2 separate regions of the Mus musculus genome follow, and region 2 is linked to region 1. Evidence: chromatin contacts called from public Hi-C data. All regions are on one chromosome and are shown on one strand. The core of a region is the stretch at or near the end of the contact, and the rest is flanking DNA. Distances in the headings are between cores, read along the strand shown.

Region 1 (4,676 bases), core at 1,921-4,420:
ATAGCCAATGAGGTTATTATAGTTTACAGTATATTCTTAAGAGATTTTTTTTTTGCGAGCAGAACAGAGACATCCTAGAGATAAAAGCAGAGCCCCAGAGATAACAGAGTGCGTGTGTGGCAGCAGAAGCTGTTACAGTCTCTAAGGACTTGGAAATCAAGTGTGCCAATTTTTGGCCATTGGTCTGTGCTGAGGCCAAGCTGAGGGGTAAAATCTGCATCTGTGGAGGAAGAGGAGGAAGCAGAGGGGATTCCTGTAAGCTCTCAGAGGGAGCTGGGAGCAGGAGCTGTGGAGGAAGAGAGAAAGCAGCTCCACACTTCAGGACTGTAGGTGGGACGGTGGTTCCTAGGGGTAAGAGAGAGAAGCGGCAGTGGATGCATTCAGGAGATCTGGGGAGTTGGTAGTTTCAAGTTCAAGGAGACAAGGAAAAGGGTCCTAGGTTGCCACAGGTAGGATAGTGTCCTTGTGACAAGAATTTCAGCAGGGTATTCCCAAGTGGGATGGAAAACATGTCCTTAATCAGAGGATAGGTGTCCCTCCTCGTGAGAGGAGCTTGCTGCTATGGCTTTGTAGCAATAGTAAACCAAGCAGGCAGCTTGCCGAGCCAGTGGAGGAGACAGGAGAAAGGGGAGGTGTCTGGGTGGACGTGGCAGACTGCGGGAGCCAGAAAAGCATATCCAGGGTGTGGCAGTGCCCAGGTGAGGACAGAGCAGGACAGAGCCCAGAGAGGCATCTAAAATGTAGTCTAATGGTTAGAGCAGGTAGAGGGACGCAGCAGCTAAAAAACTGGACTCTAGACTTTGGAATCACATCTTGTGGGAGGCAGAAGCCTGCAGAAACAATCTGTACATATTTTTGGAGATTCAGGTTAGCAGCTTGGTTTGGAGCCTGGGAGGGAACTCATTCATGCCACTCCGTAGTTCTGCCACCAGATGAATGAAAGTAAGAAATAAAGAGGCAAGGACATGACTGCTGCTGGGGATGGTGGAGGAGAAAGTTTACTGGAGATAAAAGGGAGGGGGAGCATAATCAGAGGAGGAGACATCTGGGCGGGTCCAACGCAAACTCGACCAATGAACAGTGAACCAGGCCATGTGAGCAGAAGGGGAGGGGACAGCGGGGAGTCAGACCAAATGGCCACGAAGGTAAAGAGTGGATGAACAGACCAGGTAACCAAAATGACTGGAACATATAGGGAAGGGCAGCCCAGCCTCTAAGCTGGAAAAGTTTAGGGTAGGGGGCAGGGTATGCTAGTCATACCCTGTAACAATAGGGACTAAGGGATGCTTGGAGAACCTGGTGGACACGTCTGCATTGATGTGTTAAGTACAACTCAGTGTTTGTCCTGGGTATGAGACCTAACTTTTTTTTTGTCTTAATCTTAAAAATATTTGACACTTTTGTATTATACTTTGAAATTTGATTTTAAAAAACATTTACCTTAATATATTCTTTTATTTATGATACTTTATTATGATAAAATATTATACTACATATAATAAATATTTAAAGATTTTATTATTTTATGTATGTGAGTACACTGTCGCTGACACACCAGAAGAGGGCATTGGATCCCATTACAGATGGTTATGAGCCACCTTGTGGTTGCTGGAAATAGAATGCCAATTTCTGGAAGAACAGTCAGTGAGTGTCCAGCCCCATAATATACTTTTTTATTATTGTAAAAGTATTTCTTTTCATTTTCTTGAGACATGGCCCGAGTTCTTTCCTAGCACTTCATAAAACTAGGCAAGGTGGCACACCACTCTAATTCTTCAACTTGGAAGGTGCTGGGCCTGGTAACACAATGCCTTTAATCTCAGCACTTAGGAGGCAGAGGCAGGAGGATCTATGAGAATTTGAGGTCAGCCTGGTCTACATAGCAAGTCTCAGGACGACAGAGAGAGACCCTGCCTCAGAGCAAAACAAATGTATATGTAGTAGTCTTCCTGCCTTGCCTGGTCTCTTCCCAATTTTTCGACTTGAGATGCTTGAATTTTTTTTACTGTTCTTACTCTTATACAGTTAGTCGGTTCTTTCGGGGAGTATTTGTGCATATCCTAGCAACTATTTCTATATATTCTCCCACTTCCCACGAACACACTTTAAATGTTTTCTTAAGAAAAAATTAAACAGAAGAAAAGTAGAGGAGACTGATGAAGAGCAGAGCTAAGGACCCACCTTGGTCCTTAAGCCTCAACCACTCTCTCTCTCTCCCTCCCTCCCTCTCAAAAAAAGGTCTCCCTAGATAGCCTTGGCTCCTAGATAGCCTCAACTTCATGGAGATCGACCTTTCTCTGCTTCCTGAAAGTTGCGGCTGAAAGTATGTGTGCCACCCTGCCCAGCCTCCAGCTTTCTCTCCCTCCTCCTCTTCCTCCGGTTTTTGGCAGTGTTGGAATTCAAACCCAGAGCTCCTTGCCTACTAGGCAAGCACCCACCACCAGTCTAAAGGTGAAGCAGTAATTTATTTGTTTGGTTGGTTTGGTTTTTTTGAGTCAGGGTTTCTCAAACTCAGAAATCCACCTGCCTCTGCCTCCTCAGTGCTGGGATTAAAGGCATGCACTACCACGCCCAGCTATGAAGCAGTAATTAGTTAACCGTTCCATGTTCCTGATGGGTGGCATTCGTGCACTCGCCCAAGAGCTATCTGGATTCCTGAATGGAACACACACACACACGCACTAGTTAATTTAAATGTGCCTTGACTAGCTTAATGGTTGGGTGTTTCTTTTTTTTTTTTTTTTTTTTTTTTTGGTTTTTCGAGACAGGGTTTCTCTGTATAGCCCTGGCTGTCCTGGAACTCACTTTGTAGACCAGGCTGGCCGTGAACTCAGAAATCCGCCTGCCTCTGCCTCCGGAGTGCTGGGATTAAAGGCGTGTGCCACCACGCCCGGCTGGTTGGGTGTTTCTAAATCCTTCCTGCTGCTTGCAAACACTCCCCTCCGGTACTCCTGAGTTACATCTTTTAAAATCTGTATTTCATCTCTGTTACCCCAAACACAATTGGGGAAGTGGTCCAAGTGGCCACTTTCCCTGATTCTCACGTGTCCGCGGGCCTTTAGGTCTGGTCTTTCTTCCCCATCATGGCGATCTTTGCCGCCTTCCACTCTCCCAGTCCCTAGCCCATGCAAATCCAAAGGTCCCGCCTCAGTCTACCTGCCCAGCCATTGGCTGTTGCCTTTTTATTGATCGACCAAAAGCCAATTGGGGACAAGGACCTTCAGCATTCGGACATGTAGATCCTGATTTTGAGGGCTGGATTAATTCAAAGCAATAGAACAAACCCGCAACGTAAGTGCTCAATTATTTCTTTTTAGGGAGAAAAAAAATACACTGAATCATGTAGCTGTATTCTAAAGGACGCTGCTGGAAACCCTCCTCTCCTGCCTCAACCGGAAGTTGCTAGTTTATTCACCAGCTACTTCCGGGTGCCCCACAGGACTTCCTTCCGTTTCAAGTGAATTCTGGAAGTTCTGGCTTTCTCCATCATCGGTCCCCAATTCAACCCTCACCTTCCTCATCATGGCAGTTTCTGACAGGTTTCTTTGTGTGTCTAGAGTTCACAAACTCAAGTTTAAGGAACTAAGCAGTGCCAGGGAGACTTGAATCTTTCTTTGCATAGTTCTGCAATAAGATAATCCTGAAATACCAAAAAGTCTTTCTCTGTCTCTGTCTCTCTCATATTCTCTCTCTTTCTCTCTCTCTCTCTACATCTCTACATAGCCCTTTGCTAAAAAGTTCAGGTCAGACTGAATTGATATGGGGCTTCAGAAATGCCTTTGCAGTTAAAAGTACTGGCTGCTCTTCCAGAGGACCGGGGTTCAAATCTCAGTACCCACATTGCAGCTCACAACTAACTGCCTATAACTCTAGTTCCAGAGGTCTGACACCCTCACAGAAATATGTACAGGCAAAACACCAATGACTATACCATAAAAATCAAATTTAAAAACAAAACTTAAGCCGGGCGTGGTGGCGCACGTCTTTAATCCCAGCACTTGGGAGGCAGAGGCAGGCGGATTTCTGAGTTCGAGGCCAGCCTGGTCTACAAACTGAGTTCCAGGGCAGCCAGGGCTACACAGAGAAACCCTGTCTCGAAAAGAAAAAAAAAAAAAAAATGCTTTTTATTTTAGCCTCAATATTGCTGGTAGGTAATAAGGAGTGGTGGAAACTGGCAAACTGTATACCCTAGGCTGGTCTCAAACTCTTGGGGGAGCTGAGGATGATCTTGATCTTGATCTTCCTGCTTCTGCTCAAAGGGGCTGGGATTACAAGATCTGCCACTTTGCCTGCTTAGTGCAGTCCTGGAGACTGAACATGTATCATGATTATGAGGGGAGTGCTTTCTAAAGGATCTTTTGCTCCCCCTCAATTTTTGTTTTTATTTTATTAACTTTGTGTATGTGTGTATGTGTGTGTGTGTGTGTGTGTGTGTTTAGACATGTACATGTCATAGCACAAACTCAGAGGTCAAAGGACAACTCCCAGGAGTCACTTTTCTCCCTCCATGCTGGGTTTCAGAATCAAACATCAGGCTTGAATAACAACCACTTTTACCTCACAGACACATTTTGTTGGCCAACGTTAGATGTTACAGGAACAATTCAGGATGTGGCTCAATTTAAGGAAATACAGTCTACCTCACTGGGAAGGCCTGGCATAGAGCCCAGGGCGGT
Region 2 (4,481 bases), core at 1,738-4,237, 350 kb after region 1:
TTTTGAGACAGTGTCATGTACCACAGGTTGGCCTCAAACTGACAGTGTAGCTAAGGATACTTCAAGGATACTTGAACTTTTGGTCCCTTGCTTTCACCTCCTGAATGCTGAGATCATAGGTACATAGCACCATACCTAACTTACTCAGTTTTGGGACTGGAACCCGGAACTTTGGGCATGCGCCACTAATTGAGCCACACACAGAGCTTCTTATTCCTACTTTAATCAAATCATTATGAAAATCTGAGCAGAAGGAATAGGCAGTCAGCCTGAGAACTCTTGTACACACCGAAGGGTTTTTTGATCTAAGGTATATTATAACAGGGTGGTTGTGCATAGCCAATTGTACAGTTACAGTTCACCTGATAGCAAAGGTCTGACTGTTTTCATATAAAGGAGATATAGAGATGAACGTCCACACTTAAGAAGGGAGCCTGAGGAGATGATGCAGTCTCTAGATAGTTGTGTAGTGTTACAAAAATAATGTTTGCTTGGCAAGAGGGAAAAGTGGTTCTTAGAGTTCATGTGAAGGACTGAAAGGCTTGAAGACTTCGCTACTCACTGTACCAGTGCTGACAAAGGAATTGTGGTCTTACTATTTGTGACCCCCCTCCCCCATGTAGAGTTGATTTTTTTCTTTATTTCTTCAGGGAAAACCCATCTGTAGCCTTATAAAAATATCAATGACCAAGCTGGATTTGCTGCTTAGATCATTTTCAGAAGATGCCTCTCCTTTCTAAGGGAGGAGAATAAAAGCCAGTTTCTCTAAAGTCAAAATTATTGAAATTGTCTAGAGTGGCATTGCTTCTTCTACAAGCTGTTCTGGAGGCAGAGTGTGGGTAACAGGGCAGACTTCAAGGAGACACCCCACCGAGATCAGCAGAGAAACATCTGTCTCTACTTGGAGATCAACTGCTAAAAATACTTCCATATGCTGAGGCCAGTCACCCATGTTGGGGACCTTTCCTCAATAACACCCATGTGACAACTGAAGTCCTACAGTGGCCCAGGAAAAAAAGAAACAAAGGAAATCAGACCACCATCTAGGATCCCCAAATGGATGTGAGGCAGAATTTGGTCTTAGGCACATTGTCTTTCATCTGTTGTAGCCCTTGCTCTTCCCTAGGGTTGGGATGCGGTACTGGTGTATGTTCTGTGAGATAAACAGCGCCACACAGTTTTTATGAATAGCAACATTTTCAGCTGAAATCCCAGTGGCCAGTGAGCTTTTTCCTACCGGACTACCATGCTTAGCATCATGAGCAAAGGATCTCTCTCTTTTTTCCTTTCTTTCTTTCTTTCTTTCTTTCTTTCTTTCTTTCTTTCTTTCTTTCTTTCTTTCTTTCTTTCTTTCTTTCTCTCTCTCTCTCTCTCTCTCTCTCTCTCTCTCTCTCTTTCTTTCTTTCTTTTTTTTTTTTCGAGACAGGGTTTCTCTGTATAGCTCTGGCTGTCCTGGAACTCACTTTGTAGACCTGGCTGGCCTCGAACTCAGAAATCCGCCCGCCTCTGCCTCCCAAGTGCTGTGATTAAAGGCATGTGCCACCATCGCCGGCGGCAAAGGATCTCTTAAGTCCAACTCCACCCAAAGCAGCAGGTGCTTGTGGCACCTCCGTGTCATGGTGTTTGTGGTATTCACATAAACCTAGACGCTTGGGAAAGGGACTCTCAATCCAGGAGTTTCCTTTTATCAGATTGGTGTGTGGGCACATCTGTGGGCATGTCATTTTCTCAATTGCTGATGGCTTTGGAGGGACTAGCCCACTGTGGGCAGTGCCATCCCTGGGCATATGGGCTTGGGCTGTATAAGAACGAGAGCTGAACAAGCCAGGAGAAGCAGTCCAATGAGTTGTGTTCCTCCATGGCCTCTGCTTCAGGTCCTGTCTCCATGTCCCTGTCTCAGCTTTTGTCCCTGGTTTCACTTGAGGACAAACTGCAACTTGTAAGCCAAGTAACCAAGTAACCTTTCGTCCCTGCAGCTTGGCTTTGGCCAGTGCTTTGTCATAGAGACAGAAAGCAAACTAGATCTGAAGTTGGTACCAAGAGATGCAGGACCATGGAACAACAGCCAAGGTCACTGGCAGGAGTGGAGTGGAACTGGCCTTAGCCTACAGGACACGTGACTTTGTATGGACACAGATTTTCATTTCTCTTGAGTGAATAGCTAGATGGGCAATGACTGCATCATAAGTGCATGTGATTGTCAAAGTTGTAGCTGCTACGGTAGGAAGGTAATAGTATATCTTGGTTCTCCCTAATGGCCAATGACATGGAACACCTATGTCTGTGTCATGTTATTATATGTATGAACACACACACACACACACACACACACATATTACTTTAAAAAACATTTTCTCCCTTCCCTGTCCTTCTTCAATTCCTCCCATATTCTGTTCTTTGCAGTCTTTGAAATTCAGGGCCTCTTTTCTTCATTAACTGTTATTATATGCACATATGTATATACATATATTTCTAAATATAACCTGCTTATTCTGTATAACAGATGTGCTTTTGTTGTTGTTGTTGTTGTTGTTGTTGTTTTTCTTCAAGACAGGGTTTCTCTGTGTAGCTTTGGCTGTCCTGGAACTCACTCTGCAGACCAGGCTGGCCTCGAACTCAGAAATCCACTTGCCTCTGCCTCCCAAGTGCTGTGATTAAAGGCATGCACCACCACCACCCAGCAACAGATATGCTTTTAATTTAATTTTTAATTTAAGTGTTTGCTAAACTGTTTTGCTCATTTAAGAAGCATTTTAAATAAACATTATTATTACTGTATGTATATATATGATGTGTGTGACAGGTGTGTACATACTCGTGTGTGTGTGTGTGTGTGTGTGTGTGTGTGTGTGTGTAGGTCAGAGGACCACACTGTGGAGTCATCCCTTAAACGGATCCCAGGGAATGAAATCCAGATCACCAAGTTCATCCAGTGCTGCCTTTTTCTGCTGAGTCATCTCACCAGCCTAACTTCTCTTTTTCTGCTGAGTCATTTCACCAGCCTAACTTCCCTTTGAGTCTTCAGGGTTCCTTAAATGATCTGGACACAAGTCCTTGGTCGGCATCTGTCTCACAAAATTTTGCTTCAGGTGGTTCTTTTTATTTCTGTAAGGATGTCCTTTGAAGGTATAACATTTTAAACTTGGGCAAGAGCTATGTTTTTTTTTTGTTTTGTTTTGTTTTGTTTGTTTGTTTTTTTCCTGGATCTTGTTTTTGGTATCATGTCTGAGAAACCCAAGGTTGCAAAGGTTTCATTCTGTTTGTTTTTGTTCTCTTGAGAAATTTCACAGTTTAACATTTTATGCCTAAGCGTGTGATCCATTTTGATTATTTTTATAGGCATGTGAGACATGAATCAATTAAAAGTAACTTTATTGTTTTAAATTATGTATGTGTGTGTGTGTGTGTGAATGTCTATATGTAGGTATGTGCACATGAGTGCAGGTGCCTACAGAGGTTGTGGGAATCTGTAATCTTAGAGAATATAAGATGACCTGAAAGACCATCCCCCCAGAAGGTTGTGTTGAGCACTCCCTTCCTGTGATGTCCCAGCCAAACAAGCTTTACAAGAAAGCAAGGCAGGTGCAGCTAATGACCAAGAATGTTTAGTTCCCTCTTCTGGTGACTAAGACCTCACCACACCCAGGGCCATCAATGCTGGTTAAGGAAGGTCATGAAAGACACTTGTCTCTCTGGAAGGGAGAGGCTAATTACCATTTCTAAAGGGGGGAAAGAAAAAGTCAGCTGGGGCCAACAATGGGCTTAAACCAACTCTTGTTGTTATCAAGGCCTTCCCTTAAACTGTATAAAAAGTGTGGGCCTAGGAGATTCAGGGTCACCTCTGCCCCTATTGCAGGATGGCCCCCGGCACACCTGATCAATAAACCTCATTTTTATTGCATCGATCTCCGTCTCTGTGTTTCTGTGAGTGGGACATCCTGGACTAAGGCTCATTGGGTCTTACAAGGTCAGAAGAGTTGGATGCCTTGAAACTGGAGTTACAGGTGATTGTAAGTTGCTTGATGTGAGTGCTGGGAATTACACTCAGGTCTTTTGAAAACCTTTGAAATGGTAGTTGGTGCTCTAACCACTGCCAATTTTCCTCTAAGTGCTAGATAGACAGGTTGATTGATGACTGTGTTTGAGTCTGCTGTAAGCCTGTTCATATTCTGAGCTCTGGTTATATTAATTTATGGAGAGAAGTTCCGACTATGATTATGGACTTGTCTATTTTTTGTGACATTCTCTCTGGTTTGGCTTTATAAAATTCTGAAACAAAAAATTGTTCTATGTGCTGAACGTTTCATACTGTTATGTCCTCTTGATGGACTGAGCCCATATCTTCATGAGATGAATTCACACTCTCTGCAATCCACACTGTATCACTAGCAGTTACCCCGGTTCTCTCCTGGCTGGTGTAAGCATACTGCATCCTTTTATCTGTGCTCTCACAGGATGGATTTTTTTACCCTAGATCTTTT

What was found. Hi-C and Micro-C count contacts between places; a contact is called where the count stands out from the background.
Region 2: a Hi-C map of embryonic stem cells shows a contact between it and region 1, with 2.4 times the contacts expected there. The contact joins two enhancer-like sites. A contact is called at or near these places in 1 of 484 Hi-C or Micro-C datasets (embryonic stem cells) and 1 of 115 datasets of contacts at active chromatin or transcription factors (embryonic stem cells).

Annotation. Positions count from the first base shown.
Region 1 is chr16:8,780,286-8,784,961 of GRCm38.p6, forward strand. No RefSeq gene overlaps it. Among named protein-coding and RNA genes, the nearest start is that of Gm25805, 16 kb to the left of the region's middle. Within about 2 kb of position 3,171, at least 56 of the 459 cell types and tissues checked have an H3K27ac peak or open chromatin away from gene starts, as enhancers often do. A contact at or near this core is called in embryonic stem cells, where this site is marked.
Region 2 is chr16:9,129,349-9,133,829 of GRCm38.p6, forward strand. No RefSeq gene overlaps it. Among named protein-coding and RNA genes, the nearest start is that of Gm30567, 77 kb to the left of the region's middle. Within about 2 kb of position 2,988, at least 26 of the 459 cell types and tissues checked have an H3K27ac peak or open chromatin away from gene starts, as enhancers often do. A contact at or near this core is called in embryonic stem cells, where this site is marked.